2 separate regions of the Cricetulus griseus genome follow, and region 1 is linked to region 2. Evidence: chromatin contacts called from public Hi-C data. All regions are on one chromosome and are shown on one strand. The core of a region is the stretch at or near the end of the contact, and the rest is flanking DNA. Distances in the headings are between cores, read along the strand shown. Region 1 holds the start of Mfge8 (lactadherin). Region 2 has its middle 54 kb from the start of Abhd2.

Region 1 (6,329 bases), core at 898-3,397, 67 kb before region 2:
CCTCTAAAGACAGATCCAAGTTCAAAAGGAGGAAGGCTGAAAACACCACAAGAAGGCTGACAGGCCCCTGAATAGTAAGTAGGTAGTCTGGCCTCAGCAGACGAAGCCCACAGGTTGAATGGTGAGAAAGCACAGTAGAGCAAAGGGAACAGAAGCTAGGGGATCTGACAGACCCCATGGAGCATGGACTGACAAGTCGGGGGAAGGCTAGAAGGGACACCAGAGTTTTTGGAGAGCCGTAGGTGACAGATGTACACTGTCCACCAGGATGGAGAACACAGGAGGAGGGGTGGGGTGGGCTGGGGCTGAGCTCACCTGGCCTGTAATCTGAAGGACTATAAGCAGTTCTTCAAGCAGCAGGTAAACCCTCCCCATCTCCACATCCAGGAAGGGACTGGGAGCATCCTGCCTCAGAAGCTCACCTTACTTCCACCTGTCCTGGGTCCCCTGACACTGGCACCAACCACTGAACAGCCCCCAGGTCTGCTGTACTTAAGAGGGTCCTTAGCAGGACCTTAGCATCCTACTAGACTGGACCCCAAACCTGGCACTAGAATCATACCTACGAGATGTCTTCTCCCCACAGTCACCCATCCAAGGCCCAAGGGAGCTTGGGCTCCCCAGCTGGAGGCAGGCAACACCATTAACGAGCACCAGCCCACATAGCTCCACCTCAGCAAGGGCCTGGGGATCCAAAGGCGCTGCAGCAGAACTATTAGTCACCGGCTTTAAATAGCAGGTTAATCCCCTCTGACCTGGAAGGGCACAGTCACAGCTTCACGTGGAAGCTCCAAAATGGCCAAGGCCTAGGCACCCAGTCCCAACAAAGGCCTTTCTTCCAGCCTTCCTTACAGCTGCACGTGGGATCAAACCAGGGGTTCAGAGAAGAAAACAAAGTGGAAGGCGGCCAGTGCGGTAACTGTCCGGGCTGAGACTGGTCACCTGCATGTGAGACCAGGAGACCCTAGTGCCTCTACAAATCCTATGGGATATCAGGGTTCTGCTCTGGGAAGTGTACTCTAGGATATTTGGACAGGGCGCAGGTTGTGGGGAGGATGGGAAGGAGGGCTGGAAAGGGTCAGAGGAGATCCAAGCATCCTCCAGCTGAGAGGTAGGACCGGGAGTTCCCAGCTCGTGGAAGCTTGAGGCACTCAGTGCCTTCAGCTCCACCCCCGAGGTCAGATCCTGTACTAGACAACAGAGCTGGGTCCAGCTGTGGTCTCTCCTGCCTCGGCCAGTTCTGTTTGTATGAGAAAACGATGGAGGGGCTGCTTGAAGAGCCCCTGAGCTCACCCCACCCCCACGTGGGCACAACTTTCTTTAGATGAACTCCCCAGCAGCATCCTGCAAGAGGCCCAGATGTCTACCGGGGACCTCAGAGCGGGGGAGGAGGTCTAGGGAAGATTAAGCAGACAGCCAAGGCCAGTGGGAGTGGGAGGAAGCCCTTTTCTAAGTTCCTGACCAAGCCCTACCTACAACCCAGTCTCTCCGCACCGGTTCCTGGGTCCTTTCTCCTTTTATCTGATCAAACACGAACAAGTGGGGCGCGAAAGTTCATTGGATTCTCTAGCCAGGAGGGTTGGGGAAAGAGTTTCGGGGAACGTTGGTTGGATAAGTTTCCATACAAGAGTCCTAGGCTCTCCCAAATGGAAGGACTGGAGAGCAAACACAGTTCGGTGGCCTCATTCTACAGACGCGGTAAAAAGAGGCACAACGCAGCGGATTCCTTTGTTATGTGTAAGTCACATCCCTGGGGCAGGCAGGGCTGTCACCGGGTGTCCAGGGTCACCGCCCAGTGCGCAAGCCACTATCACTGTCCCAAGGTCCCAGCGCAAAGTACGCAGAGTCTGAGCACGTCCGCCTCTCCCACAGAGTCCCGCAGGCTTTGCTCAAGTTTGTCAACAGTAGGGGTGGAGGGAGGGCGCCGCTGAGAACTTCCGAGCGGCCAGCAGAAGAGGGGCGAGGCCCAAAGGGAGGCGCGGGGAACTCACCGGACACGGCGAAAAGGCCGGAGGCGCAAAGCAACACGCCGCATAGCACGGCCAGCGCACGGGAGAGCGGCATGCTGCGGGACGCGGGTAAGAACACAAGCACAGATGCTGAGACCCGCGGGTTCCTGCGTCCGCTCCTCTCGCACGGGAATAAATCAGGCTCTCGGCTCCGCCCACTCCCCCACGTGCTCCGCCCAGGCCAGCTCCAGGCGGGCTCTGGGCGGAGCTCCGAGACCACAGAGCGAAGAGGGAGGGCTGAAGTGGGGGTCTAGCGCCTCAGCCTCCCCTACGAGCCACGCCCTGCATCCGGCCGCCAGCTCTCAGCCAGAGGCCAAGCTAGGCTTCTTGAGTAGACTGGACAGGGGAAAAATCGCTCAGGAGGAATTTAAAAGATAGCTCAACGATGGAGTAGTGCGTCCCTATGCATCCTGGTGACCCTGGATTCGATCTCCAAACCAACAAAGATAAATTAATAAAATAAAATAATCTGGGGTGGTGGCTCATGCTTGTAGTCTCAATATTTTGGAAGTAGGATCAGACACCAGGTCCAGTTGGATGTCAGTGAGGGCTCCATAGTGAATTTCAGGTTAGTCTGGGACCTGTTTCCAAAATGTATTTGTTTGTTTGTTATCTAATTAATTAAATAAAAGCTGTTTAGACTTAAAATGCTAATGCTTACATTTAATCAGAGAACAGCATATTCAGACTACAATGAGTACTGTGTTTCCTTTATCAGATTGGCAAGTGTCAATTTGTTAACTGTGGAGGCTGTGGGGCAACAAGTTGAGACATGTGCTCTTAGACAGAGTAGAAGCCAGCTCAGCTTCTTTATTTGGTCATATCTTTGAAAATGGCAAAACAGCAACACCTTAAGACTAGGATCTATGCTCAGAGACACCCATCCCATTAGAAACACATGTGTGCAAAATGATACTATACTGTCATTGTAACATCTTTAGAAACCATGAAAAGACCAAAAGGAAAAAAGGAATTGGCAAACTCGTGTAAAAGTTCCAAACAGGAAATATTTTAGGATTTTGGCCGGGTATGGTGGTTCAAGCCTATAATACCAGCACTCTGGAAGCTGAGACAGGAGGACTGGAAAGTCCAAGGCTAGCTTGGACTACACAGTGAGCCCTCAGCTACCCTGAGCAACAGAGTACTGTTGAGACCCTGTTTCAAAAATAAAGATAAATATCTGGTGAGAAGATGGCTCAGTGAATAAAGCAAATATGACAACCTCAGTTCAGTCCCCCACAAACCCTTGGGGAAGCAGATAGAAGCGGAGAGCCCAACTCCATAAAGCTGTCCTCTGACTGTCACACCCATGTAATGGCACATGTGTGCCCACATACCTGCACACATTGATGATGACAATAATACAATAACATTTAAGAAAGTTTATACCTAAGTATTTTAGTAATAGTATTCCAGTCAGAGTAGTAAAGTAGAAAACAGAGCAGCCACACAGCTCTTATGCTAGCTGCACACAGATCTAGGCGGAGATGTATTACTGTTAGGACACCCTTCTTAAAACTGTTCTCAAAGAAGCCTGGTGTGTGGGTGCACATCTGTAACCCCAGCACTTGGGAGGTGGGGCAGGTTGATCGGAAGTTTAAGGCCATCCTTGGCTATATAACAAGTTTGAGGTTAGCCTAGGCTTCATGAGACCCTGTCTCAAAAAGGAGGGGAGGGTGAGTCCCAGAGGTGAAAGATAAGTCTCTATTTGATGAAGACACCATGTACTTCAGAGGCTTATGACCTGGAACCTGAATCCCTCCTCCCTGAGGACTATCAGAAGTATATCATGCAAGCTTGAAAAGAAGAGAAGCAACCAACAGCCCTACTTAGCTATGATGCCTATGAACCACAGCAATGACCAGCATGGCATGGTAACCCTACGGGTGCCGTAGTGGCATTCATACCTTAGTGAAAACCAACAGCTCTCTAACTGGACTTAAGACCCACTCAACAAGAGAGGAGCCATGCCTGGTACTGAAAACACAATCAACTACCCAGTGTTAGTCAGGTCATGGATCTTGGAGGAGAACCTACAGCTACCGCTTTACTAGACCAGCACAACCCCCAATTGTATTTTAAATATTTGTCCTTATACCCACAGATTACTGTAGTCTTCCTGTTGGAATCAGCATTATGCTGACGGCACCCCTGACAATGGGTGGGACACAAATACCAGCATTCAGGCAGATACTTAGGCAGCTTAAAGGGCCCTATTTTTCGTGGCCACGTCATGGCTACTTCACGAATTACGGGCTGTGTAAGGACTCAGTATGCATGTGCAAGCTTTTTTTAAGTGAGCACCTCTCTCCCTTCACCCCCTCTTCTTTCTCTCTCTCTATCTCTCTCTCTTTCTCTCTCTCTCTCTCCCCGCTTCTGCCCCCCTCCCCTTGGTCCCCTCACCCCTTCCTCCAATAAATTCCACATGGGTTTGTTGAGTCTCATGGTTCCTGTTTTCATCTATATGTGACTGGTTTCCTGTTCCACATACTTGTGCGTACCTTAAGCAAAAGAACAACACTTCCTCCCTTATCAATGAAACTTCTCTTTGCAACAGATGGAGATCATTACAGAAAACCATAACCAATTAAAATGCAGTTGTGGGGCTGGAGAGATGGCTCAGAGGTTAACAGCACCAGTTGTTCTTCCAGAGGTCCTGAGTTCAATTCCCAGCAACCACATGGTGGCTCACAACCATCCATAATGAGATCTGATGCCCTCTTCGGGTGTGCAGATATACATGGAAGCAGAATAATATTATATACATAATAAATAAATAAATAAATAAATAAATAAAATCTTTAAAAAAAAATGCAGTTGTGGAGCCCAGGCTTAATGGATACAACTATAAGACATTCTCACACCTAAAGTTCAAGGAACATTTTAGACAGCGGGGGATGGGACGCAACAGGGAATGACACACATGACAAGACACAGTACAGTCAGAGCCAGAGGAGTGGAGAGTTTGCTGTGGGATTGTGTCTCCTAGTAATGTCAGAAGCTACACCCATAAAATCTCACCAACATGACTATCTACCAATGAACTGAATAAAGACAACACTAATAGTGCCAAAGAGGACTGGGGAAAGCCCATGAGGCTTCAACCCTACACAAAGAACTACAGGCCCCTAAGAATGCTGGAGTGGGAGAGAGAGTCATCTCCAGGGAAGAGCACAGCAACTGGTTACCCAGTACCAAATGATCAGCCCTGAAAACATACATGGGAATAACATTATACAGACTGAGCAGGTTATAGCTAGGGTTATGCACGCGAACATGCATGTAACAGCAAGTAATGAAAAAAGAGGCCATGATGTTGAAAAAGAACAAGGAGGGGTATATGGGAGAGTTTGGAGAGAGGAAAGGGAATGGAGAAATGTGATTATATTATAATCCCCTGAAAATGAGGGGGGGGGAGTCATAGAACTGAACACAAAAAGTGCATTTTGCTGAGTGCAAATTTAAAGCAACTTTAAAATAACATGAAAATGTAAAGTAGAGAGAGAATAGGAACTCAACATCAATGCCGACTGCTTAGGACTGGAAGTCCAAACCCTGTTCAGTACTGAGCACAAAAGGTTACAGGGTGGCTATCATAAAGCCATCAAAAAGATGCCTACTGGGGGGCTGAAGAGATGGCTCAGAGGTTAAGAGCACCGGCTGATCTTCCAGAGGTTCTGAGTTCAGTTCCCAGCAACCACATAGTGGCTCACAACCATCTGTTATAAAATCTGGTGACCTCTTCTGGTGTGCAGATAGACATGGAAGCAGAATGTTGTATACATAATAAAATCTTAAAAAAAATAAGATGCCTTACTGGGGACACAAAAATAACTCTTCAACTGGTGAAGAGAGGAGGAGGAGGAGGAGGAGGAGGAGGAAGGAAGGAAGGAAGGAAGGAAGGAAGGAAGAGGTGGGGACTTGGAGAGGTGGCTCGTCTGTTATTAAATGCACTGGTTGCTCTCGCAGAGAACCAGGCTTCAACTTCCAGCACCCTCAAGGTGGCTCACAACCCTCTGTAACTCCAGTCCAGGGGATCCAACACCATCTTGGATCCAACACCATACTTGCCTCTGAGGGAAACGCATGCATGGTGATACACTGACATGCATATTGTTAGACCCCCGAAAACTCAAGTATCCGGGGTCCCAGGCCACATTCTCGGTCACCCCAATCACCAGGCAGATTCAAGAGCTTGATGCAAACTGCACGAGGCTTTATTGTAATTTAACAAGCTAACCCCATGTTAGCTCGGGTCTTTCACCCACCCGCCATGGCAGATGGCTCGCAAAAGACGGCTCCTAGGGCCTCCCAAGAGAT
Region 2 (7,040 bases), core at 4,215-6,714:
ACCCGAAGGAACACCAAATCTGAAAACCTTTCTGTTGTAATTTAAGAAAAGCAGTTCTTTATTAGAGAAAGGGATCGTTAAAGGGGAAAGGGGAGGGGGAGACCAGCCTCCGAGAGAGAGAGAGAGAGAGAGAGAGAGAGAGAGAGAGAGAGAGAGAGAGAGAGAGAGAGAGAGAGAGAGAGAGAGAGAAGGGGGGGAGAATGGGATGGGAGGTGGGCAGAGTCCTTTTAATGGGGAACATAGTGAACAGGCACAGGTGGTGCTCTTAGTGGCAGCAGCAGAGGGCGTACCCTGTCAGGACCCCACAGGCAGGCCAGCACAGATGCCTGAATACTAACACTTGCTCTCAGAGGAACAGAAGGACCTGGGGACTCGGGAGGACTGTGCATTGCCAGCACCACAGGCCCGATGATGCAATAGCTCTCCCTGTGATCTTGGGCTGGTCATGAACCTATCTGGTCCTGTTTTTATGGAGTACTGACACATGAATTCACAGCTCCTTCCAGATCATACCTTTTGTTGTAGAATTTCTGGTTTCTTCCTAGTGCTGGGATGGCACCCAGGGCCCCACACATGCCTGGCCAGTTGTTCTACTCTCAGCTATATTCCCAAGCCCATGTAACTCCATTTTTTTTATCTGAAATTCTACTAGTTTAGCAATCTAGTCTTTTGCTGAACAACAAATAGGGGAGTGGAGAATGGTGGGGAGAAGAGAGGTGTCCTGGGGCTTTAGAAGAGTATGCATGCTCTCTGCCCACACATCTTCCTGCATCCAGATGTTTACAGCAGTTAGAAGCCACAGCACTTCCACTGGCTTCAGACACCACTCTCTCACTCACTCACTCACTCACTCACTCACTCACAGTTCATCCTATCAGATCTCTCAGTTTGTTTATTAGGTGAAAGAGTAACAGACACACTGAAAATGTTGATCACCACCAAGGTCCCAGACAGACTGAACCCATGACCCAGAGCATGAAGTGACCTGGATGCCTCTCAGCCTGTGCCAGAGGTATGTGTGTGTGGTATGTGTTGTGTGTATATATATGTGTGTGTATGTGTGTGTGGTATGTTGTGTGTATATGTATGTATGTATGTGTAGTGTGTATGTGTGTGTATGTGTGTGTTGTGTGTGTGTGTAGTGTGGTGTGTATGTGTGGTGTGCATGTGTTTTTGTGTGTGGTGTGTGTGTGGTATATGTGTGTGTGTGGCATGTGGTGTGTGTATGTGTGTATGTGTGGTGTGGTGTGTATATGTGCGTTGTATATGTGTGTATGTGTGTGTGTGTGATATACATGTGGGGGGGTGTATGTGTATGGTGTATATGTGTGGTGTGTGTATATGTAGTGTGGTGTGGTGTGGTGTGTGTGTGGTGTGTGTGTGGTGTGTGTGTGGTGTGTGTGTGAATCCTAGCAGCTTCCTTCCAGGAGTGTCATGTTGTGGAGATGCCCTCCCCTCCCCCAGTGCTGACCTTTCTTCCACACTGCCTGCAGGTCACTGCACTCCATGGACTCCTGGGTGCAGCATGATTCTCCCTGCTATCTGCCTCACTTATGAAATAATGTCTATTGTAAGATCAGTTGTCACTCTGATACGGAAATTTTCCGTATCAGGGTAGCAAATGCCTGGAATCCCAATACAAAAGGACCTTGAATTTGAGGCCATCCTGGGCCGCCTAGCAAGGTCCAGACCATCCTGGCTTACATAAGAAAAGTTTCTTTCTCAGAAACACCCAACTGGTCAATCCTGAAAACATAAACATACCAAGTAACAGTATACAGACTGAGCAGGTTGTATTTACATATCTAAAAATATATGTATATACACACAATGACAACAATTAAAGAAAAAGAGACCATGAATTGGAAAGAAAGCAAGGGAAGAGGGTACATGGAAGGATTTGGAGTAAGGAAAGAGAAGGTAGGGAATTATGTAATTATATTATAATCTTTAAAAATTCTTTTTAAAATGACCAAAGAGAAGGGAGGGAGGGAGAGGAGAATGAGGGAGACAGACCAGGGAGACTGTATGAAGCAGGTGTTTTGGTACCTACCCTCTTCCTGTAAGTGAATGGGTAATCTCTAGCATCCACGAGACTCGTAGTACCTAGAAGAGGACACAGCACACCTTCTCCACCGGTGGTCAGACCTGGCCATACAATGCAGTGTGGCAGAGAAAGTATGGGTAGAAGTGACTAGGCTAGTTCTGGGCTACAAATGCCATTTCATGTTTCTCTTGGCTGTCTTGCCATTTCTGTCTAGGAGCACAGTTGTCCCTGGCACTTCCCTTTCAATTTGGGTCCTAGATGAGTGGTCACAGGCAGCAGAGCCACAGCCACAAACATAATGCAAATGAGAAACAAGCCATCTTTGGTCCAAGCCTCTTCAATTGCTTGTTACTGCATATTAACCCAGTGGGAGCTGACTGATATACCACTGTCACTCCCAAATAATATCATGACTTCCCCATATGCCTGTCCTTTCAGATTCAGGTTGAAGTTTAAAGATCACAAATAAATTCTGAATCCCTAATTCTGCTATTTGTTAGATCATGAAATCACCAGATATAGAGAAATCTGAACCCAGTTCCAACAGGGCTCAAACAGCTGCTAAATCTCAGGAAACAGTTCAAATTCTGAGATGGTAAGTCACAAGGGCACTGCTATTTCCTCTTCTATGGGATTGGTTACTTCCTTGGAATAGAAATAGCACAGAATCCAAATCCCACACTGGGCTCGTCTGTTCCTTGCCTTCTGTAGGATGGTGGTTAGTTTCGTGACAGTTTGGTTAGACTAGGGAAGTAATGGTACAGTATTATAGCGTTGAATAACACAGTGATTTAATCACTCGTGTAAATGTTGCTTCGGAGATGTGGTTAACAGCTGTAATCACTCTCAAGGTTTTAACACCTAAAACTCAAGTCTCCTGGGGAGGTCAGAATTCTCCCTTAAGACTGTAGTGCCAACTCCTGTCTGAGGTTCTGGCCCACTGACTTGTCTTACACATTACAACCATGTTAGTCATTCCCTAGTGAATGTTCCCCTACCTCTGCCACCCTGCACCTCCTCCAACTCTGCAGAAAGAATGCAAGAGTTTGCATTCCCAGGTCTGAACTGTCTTCATACATAAAGAACATGCATGCCAGGGTGGGAGCCTTGAACAGGTGGAAGCGTTCCACCAGCTGGGACTAAGGAGCCATATACTGAGTGATCTGACGGCCCCTCCTTTCCCCACCTCTGTACTGTCTTCAATATGCATCCCTGGCTGTGTTTCCTCTTCAAGACCAGTGTGGCTATAACTTCCAAATCTGTACACCATCCCAGAAAGTTACTTATTGTTTTGAGATAAATAACTCATGTGTCCTAGGTTGGCTCCCAAACTCACCATGTAGCCAGAGATGGCCTTGAAACCACCTGCATCTGCCTCTTAAATGCTGCAGTTAGAGGCCTGTGCCATCATGCCCACCCAGTTTTGTTTTTTTTTTTGTTGTTGTTGTTTTTGTTTTTTTTCGAGACAGGGTTTCTCTGTGGCTTTAGAGGCTGTCCTGGAACTAGCTCTTGTAGACCAGGATGGTCTCTAACTCACAGAGATCTGCCTGCCTCTGCCCACCCAGTTTTATGAAAGGCTAGAGATAAGACCCAGGACCTCATGCCTGGCAGGCAAACACTCCACTGAGCTATATCCTCAGCCTACTTACTGTTGGTTTTTCCCTCCCTAGACCTACCTGTCTCTTACCTTCTATTCTTTTCTCCCCTCCTTCCCTCCTCCCACTCCCCCTCCCTCCCTCCTTCCCTTTTCACTCACTTCTACTGAGTGAGGATCACAAAGACCAAGGGGAGTGCTATGGGGGAGGACGGAAAAGAGTGGGACAGAAAGCCGAAGAACCTCTGCTGTGGAACAGGGGCAGGTTCAGGGGTCTCTTGGGGCGGGGTGGGGTGGGGTAGGGGTACAGACTGCTGGTGGTACAGTCAGTTGCTGACACAGGACTAGAGGTAGGTGGTGAAGGGAGGCAGAAGTGATTTTGGTTGAATGTTGAATGTATCTTGTGGATCTGCAAGACACCATGTGTTCAGCCTGAAGAGACAGAAACAAAAATTTGAAGACTATGAAATCTAAAGGAAAGTCATGAAGTCATGCTTTGGAACAATGGTAGGGGAGAAGCTGGAATTTTAGCCTGGTCTCCCAAGAGGAAGAGTTGAATGAGGAGAGTGGTTTCAGGCAGGAGGCTGAGAAAGTTCCAATACTCAAAGGAGTAGCCAGGGAACAGGCACCAAAAAGAAGAAAATAGCTATTGGGGTATCTCAGTGGTAATGAAGGGACCAGCTCCCCATTTCAGCATCCATAACAGCCTAACATGTGCTTGCCTGATCATGCCTTGGTCACTAGGAGGTCAGATGCCTGCCTCATGGTAAGGAGCCAATCAGAAATTAGCTGGTGGTGCTATGCTTTACAGCTCTGGGTGTGCTTTATGGACAAGCGCATAGCAATGACGTGCAGAGCATAGCAATCGCCCTGGGAGGGCCTATGTGTCATAACAACCAGTTGGTCAATCAACACAGGACAAGTCCTCCAAGCCTGGAGGCACACCAATCCTGAGCCTGTGCGTACCCCTAGACACTCCCCTTATGCTACCCTATAAGATCTCTGTCCCGTGGTTTCTTGCCGTCTTTCCTAGCCATCCCCATGGTGGATGGATGAAAGGCCCGAGCTAACATGAGGTTAGCTTGTTAAACAACTGCAATAAAACCTCTTGCTGTTTGCATCAAGCTTTTGTCTCCACCTGGTGATTGGAGTCACTGCTGTCCTGGGCCAAGATCCTGGGGGCCTGAGCCTCCAGTGGTCTCTCAGTAAGGGACTTGATGAATGGGGTAGCTCAATGCTAAGGGACTTGATGAGCATATACAATGGCTCAGACTTTGTGCTACAAACAAACATACACAAAGACAAGAACAGCAGTCCATCTGGAAGCTGCAGAGAAAAGAGCAAGAAGAGACATTAGGAAGTAATAGAAGAACATATCCCCTGGGGGCTGGAGAGACGGCCGGGGCATCAGAAATTACTTTTTTAAAAAGCTTTTTATTGATGCTTTGAGGATCTCATATTATGCATCTTGATATCACTCATCTCTTTTGCATCTGCCCTCTGCCCTTGCAACCTCTCCCACCAAGATAAAACACAATAAAATTTAAAAGAAAAGTCTTGTTGACGGGCGGTGGTGGCGCACGCCTTTAATCCCAGCACTCCAGAAGCAGAGGCAGGCGGATCTCTGTGAGTTCAAGGTCACCCTGGTCTACAGAGCAAGTTCCAGGACAGCCTCCAAAGCTACAGAGAAACCCTGTCTCGAAATGCCCCCCCCCAAAAAAAAGAAAAGTCTTGTCTTGGAAGCTGTGGTGTGACACAATGAGTCACTCAGTGTGCCCTCTGGTCCATACATCTTTGCTTGCAAGTGTTCATTGCAATGAGTCATTGGTTTGGTTTGAGGCCTCTGGTTTCTGTTACACTATAAACACTGGGCCCTTACTGGGACTCCTCTAGGACATCTGTTGTTGTCCTGTGTCAGATTTAGCAACTTTGGATCTGCAGAACAGGTCCCTTCACATGCTCCAGCACATCACAGATGGGTTGGATGTTGGGATGGGCCAACTCATAGCCCTGGTCTGAGCCTCGGTGGCTGCTGAGTGGGTCAGCTCTCCCTTATTGGTAACACTAGGGTCAGCTCCTCAGTACCTCCCGGGCTAGCTCACCCTATGCAGTGAGCAGCAAAGGGCAAGGCTGGTTCTCCTGCTCTCACACCCTCAGGGCCAGCTCACCTACACCTATACCACCAGGGCCAGCTCTGCTGTGTTGCCCAGGTAAAGTGCAGGGACCAATCTACCCAGTGTTGCTGCTGGTGAGAGTCAGGGCTGGCTCTCCCACCTGCCACAGGCAGTGAGGGGTGGGGTTGGGGGGATCTCCCCCTCACTCACACCAGTATGCCAGATGAGCTGCAGGGTCAGATCTTTCGCACTCACATTCTCAGGGCTGGCTCGCCCACACCCCTATTGCCTGGTCAGCTCTACCGCACTGCCCAGGCAAGGTGTGGAGCCTGCCCACAGTTGGGCCACCTCTCCCTCACTCTCACTACCATGTGGCAGATGAGGGGAATGGGGCTAGATCTCCCATTCTCATGACCTCAGGGTAGGATCACCCGTGTCCCTGCTAGTCGGATCAGCACTACTGTGATGCCCAGGCAAGGTGCAGAGCCTGCTCTCCCTAGTGCTACAGTGGGGAAGGGCAGGGCCACCTCTTCCACTCTCATGACTCAGTGGCCAGCTCTCCTAGCTGCCAAAGGCATCCAGGAGTAAGGGGTGGGGAAGGGGGCATCTCTTCCTCAGCCGCACTGTAGCATGACACTAGTGGGGCCAGCTCTCCTACCCTCACACCCTCAGGCCTCTCACCGGGAAACCCGCCAGCAGGATCAGCATTACGGTGTTGCTCAGGAGAGGTGCAGGGCCTGCTTTGCTGCAACCCATGAGGTACCAGGCCAGTTCACAGGTTCTCATGATCTTAGGGCCAGCTCTCCCACCTGCACAAGTGGTAAGTGGTAGGGGGAAGCAGTGGAGGGCATCTCCCCCTTGCCCTTGCTGCCATATGGCAGATGAGGGGCAGGGCCAGATCTCTCATGCTCACATTCTCAGGCTAGCTCACCTGTGCCCGTGTCAACAGGGTCAGCTCCACTGCAAGGCCTGCTCTTCCTAGTGCTGCCCCTGGTAAGGGACTGGGTCAGTTCTCTCACCTGCAGCAGATGGCTAGGGGTGAGGCAGGGGAGAGCATCTTTCCCTCACTCTTTCCACCACATGGCAGACAAGGGAGGCAGGACCAGTTTTCTCACCTGCTGACAGGGTAAGCTCTGTCGTGCTGCCCAGGCGAAGTGCAGGACCCTCTCTCCATAGTGTTTCAGCCAGGAAGGTGCAGGGCCAACTCTGTGCAGCCCTAGCCTCTCAGTTTTCAGTGGTAACAGGAGTCATGGACATCAACACAGTTGCAGCAGGGCCACAGGTG

Evidence for each region. Hi-C and Micro-C count contacts between places; a contact is called where the count stands out from the background.
Region 1: a contact with region 2 is called in a Hi-C map of fibroblasts, with 4 times the contacts expected there. The contact joins the promoter of Mfge8 here to the enhancer-like site in region 2. A contact is called at or near these places in 6 of 8 Hi-C or Micro-C datasets (the CHK-Q cell line, the CHL-YN cell line, the CHO-K1 cell line and 2 more).

The regions. Positions count from the first base shown.
Region 1 is chr3:118,454,543-118,460,871 of CriGri-PICRH-1.0, reverse strand. It overlaps Mfge8 (lactadherin), which reads right to left and starts at 2,147. Exons shown (of 9, transcript XM_027408186.2): 1 at 1,992-2,147. The coding sequence starts at 2,064.
Region 2 is chr3:118,389,890-118,396,929 of CriGri-PICRH-1.0, reverse strand. No RefSeq gene overlaps it. Among named protein-coding and RNA genes, the nearest start is that of Abhd2, 54 kb to the right of the region's middle. Within about 2 kb of position 5,464, at least 2 of the 6 cell types and tissues checked have open chromatin away from gene starts, as enhancers often do. A contact at or near this core is called in the CHO-K1 cell line and fibroblasts, where this site is marked.